2 separate regions of the Rattus norvegicus genome follow, and region 1 is linked to region 2. Evidence: chromatin contacts called from public Hi-C data. All regions are on one chromosome and are shown on one strand. The core of a region is the stretch at or near the end of the contact, and the rest is flanking DNA. Distances in the headings are between cores, read along the strand shown. Region 1 holds the start of Dennd6a (DENN domain containing 6A). Region 2 overlaps Slmap (sarcolemma associated protein).

Region 1 (5,941 bases), core at 2,917-5,416, 91 kb before region 2:
GACTCGGGATGTTTTATTTAGCATTGCTGTGTAAGGGGAAACCCTGAGGAAGGCAAGCCGTCACTGCCAGTAACTCAGGAATCTCGCTTTCCGTTATCACTGGCATTTCACAGGTCTGCACTGCTTCGGATTTCTCCGAGTACCTTCATCTTTTACTCAGGATAGCTCACATTATTAGAGCGAATAAAGCTTTTGGAACCAAAGGAATCAAAATTCTGGTTTACTAAACTTTATGATTTGGGGTAAGTTGGTTACATTTCAGAGTCCTTACCTTAAAATAGGAAATTGAAAACATTTCTAGAAAATCAATGCTACCCAAAATACATTGTTTTGTCTCAAATATCATTCTAAATGCTTTCCCAACACTAATTTATCTCACAAAGCAATGGTGTAGGACTACTGTTGTCCTACAGAGAGAGCGGTAACTGTTATCCTACAGAGAGGTTATGTGGCTCAAACTCAAGTGCTATTTGCTGTTGCTGCCTGTAGGAGGGCAGGTTGTCCTAGTATAGCCTTGGCTGGCCTGGAAATCCCCTGTAGGATAGGCTGGCCATGGCCGCCTTCTGCCTCTTCAGTGCTGGGCTTACAGGTCTGCAGCACCACAGACTAGGCTTCTAATTGCTACTCCACGCAGTCTCTTTGGTGATGTAAAGTGGCTCTAATTCTACATTTTGTTTGCTTTTGTTTTGTTCTGTTTTGCTTTTTAAAGAATGCTGACATCCCTCCAGGGCTTCAACTGGATTATTCATTGGGCTCTCATCTTTTGTCAAATGATCCTAGGTGTGGATTGTGCATTTCTAAGAAACAAATGTATAGCCCGGTGGTGGTGGTGTGGTTGCATCTGCCTTTACTAGTTCTACCACTCAGGAGACAGAAGGTGGATCTCTGAGCTGGAGGCCAGCCTGGTCTACAGAGTGAGTTTCAGGACAGCCAGGGCTACACAGAGAAACCGTCTTGAAAAACAACAAAATAGGATGAAAAAAAGAAGTAAATATATAGGTTTTCTGGCATAGCAGAGAGCCCCTGAATCCTGATGCTGAGACTGATGAGGCTGGCAGCTTCCAGGACTGTGCTGTCCCCATCTGTGACTGCTATTCTGTAATCTTCCTTTTGAGCCTCCCTGGTTGTCACTTACAGACTTAGGCTGTAGCCACTACATCTGTCACTCCCAACACATCTTAACTGCTACTCCTATACATTTGCAACACACATGCAGCTTATATATATATGTGTGTGTATGTGTATACATGTGTATGTGTATATATATATGTGTGTGTGTGTATATATATATAGCTTCAACTATTTCATATATTCATTCCTGCTTTATGTTAATTTAAAAAGAACTATTTCTCCTTCAGTAAAATAAATAAAAGGCTCGGCACGGTGGTGTGCTCAGGAGACAGTAGGCGGATCTCCTGAGTTTGACGCCAGCCTGGTTTACATAGGGAGACCCGGTCTCCAAGAATAAAGCTAAGGGCCAGGGAGAAGGCTCAGCTGTTTAGGGGAATCTGCAGCTGCCAAGTCTTTAGGCCTGAGCATGGCTCACAATGAAAGAAAGGAATCAGCTCCTGTTCTGTGCAGTACTCACTGTGCGCACAGTGACACACACGCATGCCCATTCACTCACACGCGCACACAGATAAACCACTAGTTAATCCCAGTGCTAGGAGGTAGAGTGGTGAGGGGTGTAGACTGAGACAGGAAGACTGCTGTGAGTTCAAGGCCAGCCTGGGCTACATGTATTCCAGGAGAGTGAGATCTGGTCTCAAAGTAAAATCATCTTACATCTAGTGTTTGTCTTTCTTTAGATCCTTTATGAAGGAAGGAACCTTCCTCTCCTATCTTTCTTAAAGCAGTGATCCTTAATCTGGACACAGAATGTAACAAAGAATCCATGGATTAGTTCAAACAGTCTAACTATAAACAGAACTTTGTCTTATTTTCCAAGAAAGTTCAAACTGTTGATTTTTTTTGAAGCAAAAAACAAAACAAAACAAAAAAACAACCTAAGAACTACTTCGTAAAGAAAACTGCTGTGGGAAATAAAATTTAATATGTAACCTTTAATGACTTATTTTTCATCACCTCAACTTTGTCGAGATATTCCGCTTATTAAGAAAAGGAAAATACTCATGAAAAAGCAATGTTCCAAATGATGAGATTTTAAAAACGAATCAATGGAGCTAGAGAGATGGCTCATTGGGTAAGAACACTCTGGTTCCAGAGGACCCAGGCTCAGCGGCAGCTCTCAGCCATCTGCCGGCCCAGTTCAGAGGCCCTGATGCCCTCTTCTGACCTCTAGGCAGGAGAGTGGAGCTGGGACACACAGGCAAGCAGAACATCCACACATAAATAAATCTTTTTTAAAAATGTGACCAAATATAACAGCTTCTGCTTTCCAATTTTTATTTTGCCACACATGTAATTTTAGTTTATTATTAAATTACTAGTATAAAAGATGGTCTTCAGGGGCTGGAGAGATGGCTCAGCTATTAGGAGCACTTGCTGCTCTTCCTGAGGATGTGAGTTCAGTTCCCAGCACCTACGGGACCAGAAGGACTGCAGATCGAGTAGATCTAACCCCCTTTTCCAGACTCCACAAGCACAAGATACAAATGCTCTCTACATACAGACATGAAGGCAAAACATTCACACACACATTATATAAACAAATCTTTAAAAATAAATGTCTTCAGTCCTTGGAGATTGTTATCCCTGTCTCAAATAAAATACAGAATTGCTCTATGTACTAACTCTAACAACAAATGTTTATTGAATACTATGTCAGGCAATAAATTTGATCCTATTGACTGTGTAGATTAATTCTTAGGTCTCCACCTTATTGTCTCAATCCATAAATACAGGTTAGACCATACTTTATGTGCATGTTCACCGGACTCGCATAGTGCCTGGATCTTAATGAAAGCTTCAGTATTTAAATGAATACTGACCCAAAAGACAAGAGAGGGTGGGATACACAAGCAGCAGTTTCTCGTTTGAAACAACCAGACCACCAAAGTTAGAATAAGATTAGAATCTTTCATGGATGCCAAAAGAACAATAACAAAATACTAAAAACTTCAGAACATATGCCTTTCTATTAACTTTTTCCTTGGATAAATTAAGACAAACCTTTTATGCTAGCAAAAAAGAGGGGGGGCGACTAAATGATGGCAAAAATGAGTGAGATTCGAAGGCCTTTTAGGTAAGGATGTTACGATATCTGAGATTTTTACAAGTCTAAGATTTTCCCACTGACATTAGGTTTCTGGGAGCTGTTACAGAATCTGTATTAAGAAACAGCAGGGGACGGGGGAGGTGGTGTGGGAACAGCTCTTGAGAGCTTGCCTAGTTTTCAGAAGGCCCTGAATTCTATTTGTAATGCTAGGGAGAGACTTGGAGGGAATGGGGGCCCAACAACACTCCACCCAGAAAAGGGAAGCAGAGAGAAAAAGGGAGAAAATGCATGCTAAGCATTTTGACTCGGACTTAGTGGGCCGATCTATGAGTTAACTCAATTGGCAATACAGTCAGCCCACAGGATTGGACGTGCACGTTTGGCTACTATAATTCACATATGCTGGGGGGGTATTGTTCCTTTCTTGAAAGTTCCAAGCAAACATCCTGTCTGCTGCAGCCTTTTGTGGGTGCCGCTACCCTTCAGTTATCGCTGTGTTTTGTTTTGTTTTTTTAAAGAGGAACATCAACAAGTATTTAGGAGGGGCCTACAAAGAACTTTTCACCCTTAGCCGCAGCCCACGATCCTCCCACCGAAAGGCCGGAGAAGCGCCGCCCAGCTGAGCCGCGCAGGGGCTACGAGCCACGCCCGGATGCGCCGCGGCCAGGTCCCGGCCGCCCAAGGGTGGAGACAGGGTGCGGCTCCGCCTCACCTCCACCGCCTGGCCCAGCTCCAGGTCGAAGCCCACCACACACACGCAGTGTAGCCAGGCTGAGAAGCCGTCCCAGCGCAGCAGGCCCCGGCGGCCATCGTCCTCCTCATCGTCCTCCAGCGCGACTCCCGCCGCCGCAAGGGCCGCCGCCTCGCGCCCCTCGGCCCCAGCCTCGTCCAACGACCCGCGGGAACCGGGTCCGAAGACCGCCTGGTCCCGCAGAGCCATCCGCCACCCCCTGTCCGCTCGAGCCGCCTCCGCCGCGGACCGCGCCGCAGAGCGCGCAGGCCTCCGCGCACGCGCACCGAGTGCTGCCGCAGCAGCTCCGGACTCCCTGGATAGGGGCGCGGCCACGAGCCACGTGACCCTGGGAGCGGGGGTTCAGTGTGTTTCCCTGCACGCCGCCACCCCTGCTGCTGGCGCCGACTGGCCTACTGGTCTTAGAATCCTCATCTCGTCCCGACGACAGTACAGCAACGAATTATTCTCGGAATGACACAGTTCATTATTAAAGTATCACTAAAACAGTGGTGTTTAATGAAACTTTTACTCTGTGCCAGTTGATATGCTAAGTTCAAATAAAGTATTAACTATTAAACAAATCAATATGGTAGATACTATCTTGTTTGTTAAGTGTTGGGTAGGTCTTTCTTTTCTTTTTTAGCTATGTCTTGCGTAGTCCTGACTGGCCTCTAACACATGGTACTGCCTCAGCCACCCAAGATTCTGGGTTTAGTGGCATGGGCTGCCACCTCTGGCTAATTTGACTTCACAGCTAAGGAAACTGAAGTTCTGAGAGGTTCCTTGACTACCCCCGCAAGTATAAGAAGTCTAAGGTAAGCCTTCGTTCACTCCTGCAGTCCACTGATAGAGATGTGTACTTTCGCTCTCCAATACCCTCCCTACTAAGGCGGCTCCCATCTTTATTGGTCCGGCGGACTCACTCAACTCTTAAGCATATCCAGACTTTCTTGGAATCCCAAGTTGGTCAGTCACCTTTGGACCATGTTATCTGAGCACTGGAGGAAGGGCCTGACTTCAAGCTACTTTGTTAGAGGTCAGACAGTACTAGGCAGGTCACTCAAGAGACATCTGCCCCGCTGAACTGCTATTGATTATTGGCACAGCATGATACCACTAAGTAGGATTTATCAGCATCTGCTAGGATTTATTCATCGAAAGTAATTAGAAAACATGGTAATACCCAATAGGAAAGTGTGTAAAAGACAGTTGGTAACATACAATGGGTTTTTCTTTTCTTTTCTTTTTTTTTTTTTTTCCGGAGCTGGGGACCGAACCCAGGGCCTTGCGCTTCCTAGGTAAGCGCTCTACCACTGAGCTAAATCCCCAGCCCCACAATGGGTTTTTCAAAACCCATCCCCATACCTGAGCCTCTCGACAGTCTGAGGCAAGTGCTATTCCTGCTTCTACTTTACATAGAAACAAACTGGGACTCCAAGTGATGGCTTAGTGGTTAGGTGATGGCTTAGTAGTTAGGAGAGCTTGCTGCTTTTGCAGAGGATCAGGTTTAATTCCCAACACCCACATAGTGGCTCACAACTATTTGTAACTCCAGTTCCAGGGGATCTAATGCCCTTCTCGTCTCCAAAGGCACCAGGAACATATGTGATGCACAGACATGAATATAGTAGAACAAAACATTAAAACACATAAAAATACTTAACCATCGAGAAATGGCCCATCTTTTGAAGGTCAAGTATTCTCCAGTTTCAGTAGTAGTATATGCTGAAGACTTTCTTAAAGATTTATTTACTATTTTTATTTTATATGTATGAGTGTTTTGCCTGTATGTATGTATGGGTACTGAAGTGGAGTTTGGTTTGCACAGAGGCCAGAAGAGGATGCCAGATCCTCCGGAGTTAAAGACGGTTGTAAACTCCACTGTGGTGCTGAAAATCAAACCTTACTTAGTTTTCTACAAGATCAACATGTGTTTGTAACTGCTAAGACATCTATCTCTCTAACCTCACCTGGAAACTTTTGTTAACACAGAGTTAACTGGGGACAACACTTAAATTAGAAACTGTCTT
Region 2 (5,831 bases), core at 859-3,358:
CTGTCTTCCCATCGCTGGGATCACAGGGTGTGTGCGAGTGTGTGCGCGCGTGTGCGCGTGTGCGCGTGTGCGTGTGTGTGTTGGTTTCCATGCTTTGCCCCACCCTGATATGCTTTGTGCGTGAGTGAGTGTGCATGTGCATATGATGGGGTGGTGGTATATTCACACTTGTAATGCTCCTATGTACTTGGAAGTCAGAGTAGGATGCTGGTGTTTTCTCTCACTCTACCTTATTCATTTGAAATAGGCCTCTCCTTGAGCAAAGAGCTCACTATTTACTTACTTACTTATTTGAATAGACTGATGGTCAGCAAGTCCCAGTGACCCTTTGTCCTTTTCCTCCAGCACTGAGGTTTTTGGTATGCCTGGCTACAACAATGTAGTCATGATGTTGGAGATCCAAAGTCAGGACCTCATGTTTGCTACATGGCAAGCATGTTAGTGATTGAGACATCTCCCTAGCTTTGGTCCTGTAGATTTCATAGGTATTTATCTTAAGGTTCTTCTTGTCATCTTTAATTTTATTAATTTTCTCTTTATCAGTTTGGTTAGGGGGGTTGTTAGTCTTATGTAAGTAAGTAAATGTGTGTGTGTGTGTGAGATGCGTGTGTGTGTGAGATGAGTGTATGTGTGTGTGTGTGAGATGCATATGTGTATGTGAGATGAGTGTATGTGTGTGTGAGATACATGTGTGTATATGAGATATATGTGAGAGAGACAGGTGAATGTGTGTATGTGTGAGTGAGAGAGATGCATGTGTGTGTGTGTGTGAGATACATGTGTGTGTGAGATGCCCGTGTGTGTGTGTGTGTGTGTGTGTGTGTGTGTGTGAGAGAGAGAGAGAGAGAGAGAGAGAGAGAGAGAGAGATATGCATGTGTGTATGTGAGATGAGTGTATGTGTGTGGGAGATACATGTGTGTATATGAGATATGTGTGAGAGAGACATGTGAATGTGTGTATGTGTGCATGAGAGAGATGCATGTGTGTATGAGATGCATGTGTGTATGTGAGATGAGTGTATGTGTGTGTGAGATACATGTGTGTATATGAGATATGTGTGAGAGAGACAGGTGAATGTGTGTATGTGTGCGTGAGAGAGATGCATGTGTATATGTGTGTGAGATGCATGTGTGTGTGAGAAGCCCGTGTGTGTGTGTGTGTGTGTGTGTGTGTGTGAGAGAGAGAGAGAGAGAGAGAGAGAGAGAGAGAGATATGCATGTGTGTGTGCATTGCCTTCCATTATTACCCATCCCATTTATTTATTTATTATTGTATGGCATATTGATGTGGAATGTTTGGCTATGCCACAGCACATGTCCAGAAGTCAATGTTGGCTCTCTTCCTATATCTTTCTACTTTTTTTTTTTTTTTTTTGGTTCTTTTTTTCGGAGCTGGGGATCGAACCCAGGGTCTTGCGCTTCCTAGGCAAGCGCTCTACCACTGAGCTAAATCCCCAACCCCGTCTTTCTACTTTTATTTAGTTTTATTTCCTTAATATTTTTTAACTTGGGGATTGGAGAGATAGCTATCAATTAAGAGCTCTTGCTGCTTTTTCAGAGGACCAGGTTCATAACTATCATAACTCCAATTTCAGGGGGTCTGATTCCCTCTTCTCACTTTTGTGGGGACTAAATACCCATGTGATGTACACATAGAAATCTAACAATGGGGTTGGGGATTTAGCTCAGTGGTAGAGCGCTTGCCTAGCAAACGCAAGGCCCTGGGTTCGGTCCCCAGCTCTGAAAAAAAAAAAAAAGAAAAGAAATCTAACAATGATTTTTAAATTGCAGTTTGTGTGTGTGTGTGTGTGTGTGTGTGTGTGTGTGTGTGTGTGTGTGTAAGACAGAAGCTGTGAGACACATATGAAGGTCAGAGGACAGTTTATTGGGGCTGGTTCTCTCCTACCATGTGGGCCTGCTGGGAACATACCTTCAGGATTGGTGGCAAGCACCTTTATTCCCTGAGTTATTCTACCAGCCCGCTCAAACTTTGCTCTGTGAGATGGGGTCTTTGATTGAACCAGGAACTCACTGGTTGAACTAGACTGCCTGGCTGGTGCCTTCAGGATCTTTCTGTCGTTTCCCTGCTGGCTCTGTGTGGTTGTTCAGGCTCCAAACTCTTGTCGCCCGTGCTGGCTTCACCATTTTACTTATGGTTCTTTGTATACCAGTGGCCTCTGCTGGCTACAGTTAGCATTGCAGTCTGTGGGCTGTCAATCAAGAGTCTTGGTTTATATTCCCCAAGTTAGTTTATGCTTCAGGAAGGGGTGTGTCCCAAGTGCATTGGAAGTTTGTGGAACAAGTGCAGCACTAAGATCTTTGAGACAGCTTGTCACTGTGCTTTGACAATCTGTTAAGTTGCTTAGTGGGTATAGCTGCTCTGACATTTCTAGAAGATACAGTCTCACAGTAAACTTAAGGTTCTCCTGGTTTTTATAGTCTTTACACCCTCTCTTCTACCATGATCCCAGAGCCTTCGGTGGAAGCATTGTATTGTAGGTGTATCAGTTGGAACTGGGCACCACATGATCTCTTGCTGTCTGCACTTGAGGTTTTCTGGAACGTTTTTCATCTGCTACAAAGAGTTTTTTTTTAGTGTGTGTGTGTGTGTGTGTGTGTGTGTGTGTGTGTGTGTGTGTGAGAGATGTGGTTTGTAAACTACACTTATGGGTATAAGGATAAATATTTAGAGTTTTGTTTGGGGTTAGGCTGGTTTAGTGAAGTGGCAATTGTAGGTTCTCTTCCAAGATCCACTTCACTATCACTGCCTGGGTAGTTGGCTCTGTTTCCAGTATCTGACATGGTTTCCCTCCTGTTGAGCAGTTCTTGAGTGTGTTTAGAGAGCTTTTGGTTTCCACCAAGCTGGCATACTACTCTGGCAGCAACCCTTAGGGTTATCATGCCATGTTGATCACTGTTGTGGTTCATAGGTGTCTTAGTGGCTGCCCAAACAAGGCCTGAACAACAGTGATACCACTAGACGTGCTAACATGGAGGGGGGGCAGTTCAAGGGCCTCAACTATAGACAAGAAACCATAGGCAATCAAGTAGTACTGAGAGCAGAAATAATCTTCCCTAGAGAAGAGATCCAGTTGGTGGTCCCATACCCAAGTGGTCAGCTCTGAAATCATATGCATATAAGTAACATCATACAGATGGAACATGTGTTTATACACACATGAACACACACACACACACCATGACCAGTTAAAGAAAAAGGACATAAATTAGAGAGCTATGCATGGGGTTGCAGGGAGGAAGGGGAAGGGTGAAATAATGTAAATATATTATAAATTAAAACATAAAAAGTTATTATGAAAAATAAAAACAAATCTTAACCCATCTGTTAAATCATGTTGGGTGTGGTGGCTCATGCTTTTAATTCCAGCACTTGGGAGGCAGCGGCAGAGGGGCAGAGGGGCAGAGGGGCAGAGGGGCAGAGGGGCAGAGGCAGAGGGGCAGAGAGGCAGAGGGGCAGAGGCAGAGGGGCAGAGAGGCAGAGGGGCAGAGGCAGAGGGGCAGAGGCAGAGGGGCAGAGGGGCAGAGGGGCAGAGGCAGAGGGGCAGAGGGGCAGAGGGGCAGAGGGGCAGAGGGGCAGAGGGGCAGAGGCAGAGGGGCAGAGAGGCAGAGGGGCAGAGGCAGAGGGGCAGAGAGGCAGAGGGGCAGAGGCAGAGGGGCAGAGGCAGAGGGGCAGAGGGGCAGAGGGGCAGAGGCAGAGGGGCAGAGGGGCAGAGGGGCAGAGGGGCAGAGGGGCAGAGAGGCAGAGGGGCAGAGGCAGAGGGGCAGAGGGGCAGAGGGGCAGAGGCAGAGGGGCAGAGGGGCAGAGGGGCAGAGGGGCAGAGGGGCAGAGGCAGAGGGGCAGAGAGGCAGAGGGGCAGAGGCAGAGGGGCAGAGGCAGAGGGGCAGAGGGGCAGAGGGGCAGAGGCAGAGGGGCAGAGGGGCAGAGGGGCAGAGGGGCAGAGAGGCAGAGGGGCAGAGGGGCAGAGGCAGAGGGGCAGAGAGGCAGAGGGGCAGAGGCAGAGGGGCAGAGGCAGAGGGGCAGAGGGGCAGAGGGGCAGAGGCAGAGGGGCAGAGGGGCAGAGGGGCAGAGGGGCAGAGGGGCAGAGGGGCAGAGGGGCAGAGGGGCAGAGGGGCAGAGGCAGAGGGGCAGAGGGGCAGAGGGGCAGAGGCAGAGAGGCAGAGGGGCAGAGGCAAAGGGACAGAGGCAGAGGGGCAGAGGGGCAGAGGGGCAGAGGCAGAGGCAGAGAGGCAGAGGGGCAGAGGCAAAGGGACAGAGGCAGAGGGGCAGAGGGGCAGAGGCAGAGGGGCAGAGGCAGAGGGGCAAAGGCAGAGGGGCAGAGGCAGAGGGGCAGAGAGGCAGAGGGGCAGAGGGGCAGAGGGGCAGAGGGGCAGAGAGGCAGAGGGGCAGAGGGGCAGAGGGGCAGAGGGGCAGAGGCAGAGGGGCAGAGGGGCAGAGGGGCAAAGGCAGAGGGGCAGAGGGGCAGAGGGGCAGAGGGGCAGAGGGGCAGAGAGGCAGAGGGGCAAAGGCAGAGGGGCAGAGGGGCAGAGGGGCAGAGGGGCAGAGGGGCAGAGGGGCAGAGGGGCAGAGGGGCAGAGGGGCAGAGGCAGAGGGGCAGAGGCAGAGGGGCAGAGGGGCAGAGGGGCAGAGGGGCAAAGGCAGAGGGGCAGAGGGGCAGAGGGGCAGAGGGGCAGAGGGGCAAAGGCAGAGGGGCAGAGGGGCAGAGGGGCAGAGGCAGAGGGGCAGAGGCAGAGGGGCAGAGGCAGAGGGGCAGAGGCAGAGGGGCAGAGGGGCAGAGGGGCAGAGAGGCAGAGGGGCAGAGGGGCAGAGGGGCAGAGAGGCAGAGGGGCAGAGGGGCAGAGGGGCAGAGGGGCAGAGGGGCAGAGGCAGAGGGGCAGAGGCAGAGGGGCAGAGGGGCAGAGGGGCAAAGGCAGAGGGGCAGAGGGGCAGAGGGGCAGAGGGGCAGAGGGGCAGAGGGGCAGAGAGGCAGAGGGGCAAAGGCAGAGGGGCAGAGGGGCAGAGGGGCAGAGGGGCAGAGGGGCAGAGAGGCAGAGGGGCAGAGGGGCAGAGGGGCAGAGGGGCAGAGGGGCAGAGGCAGAGGGGCAGAGGCAGAGGGGCAGAGGGGCAGAGGGGCAGAGGGGCAAAGGCAGAGGGGCAGAGGGGCAGAGGGGCAGAGAGGCAGAGGGGCAAAGGCAGAGGGGCAGAGGGGCAGAGGGGCAGAGGGGCAGAGGGGCAGAGGCAGAGGGGCAGAGGCAGAGGGGCAGAGGGGCAGAGGGGCAGAGGGGCAGAGGCAGAGGGGCAGAGGGGCAGAGGGGCAGAGGGGCAGAGGGGCAGAGGGGCAGAGGCAGAGGGGCAGAGAGGCAGAGGGGCAGAGGGGCAGAGGGGCAGAGGCAGAGGGGCAGAGGGGCAGAGGGGCAGAGGCAGAGGGGCAAAGGCAGAGGGGCAGAGGGGCAGAGGGGCAGAGAGGCAGAGGGGCAGAGGCAGAGGGGCAGAGGGGCAGAGAGGCAGAGGGGCAGAGGGGCAGAGGCAGAGGGGCAGAGGCAGAGGGGCAGAGGGGCAGAGGGGCAGAGGCAGAGAGGCAGAGAGGCAGAGGGGCAGAGGCAGAGGGGCAGAGGGGCAGAGGCAGAGAGGCACTGAGGCAGAGGCAGAGGCAGAGGCAGAGGCAGAGAGGCAGAGGCAGAGGGGCAAAGGCAGAGGGGCAGAGGCAGAGGGGCAGAGAGGCAGAGGGGCAGAGGGGCAGAGGGGCAGAGGGGCAGAGAGGCAGAGGGGCAGAGGGGCAGAGGGGCAGAGGGGCAGAGGGGCAGAGGCAGAGGGGCAGAGGGGCAGAGGGGCA

Evidence for each region. Hi-C and Micro-C count contacts between places; a contact is called where the count stands out from the background.
Region 1: a Hi-C map of psoas muscle shows a contact between it and region 2, with 2.5 times the contacts expected there. The contact joins the promoter of Dennd6a here to the enhancer-like site in region 2. A contact is called at or near these places in 2 of 12 Hi-C or Micro-C datasets (frontal cortex and psoas muscle).

What each region holds. Positions count from the first base shown.
Region 1 is chr16:1,842,028-1,847,968 of GRCr8, reverse strand. It overlaps Dennd6a (DENN domain containing 6A), which reads right to left and starts at 4,166. Exons shown (of 20, transcript NM_001134467.1): 1 at 3,891-4,166. The coding sequence starts at 4,118. LOC134482439 (a long non-coding RNA gene) reads left to right here. Exons shown (of 3, transcript XR_010058539.1): 3 at 1-4,496.
Region 2 is chr16:1,748,723-1,754,553 of GRCr8, reverse strand. The region is part of intron 2 of Slmap (sarcolemma associated protein); the gene reads left to right. Among named protein-coding and RNA genes, the nearest start is that of Slmap, 40 kb to the left of the region's middle. Within about 2 kb of position 2,108, at least 8 of the 93 cell types and tissues checked have an H3K27ac peak or open chromatin away from gene starts, as enhancers often do.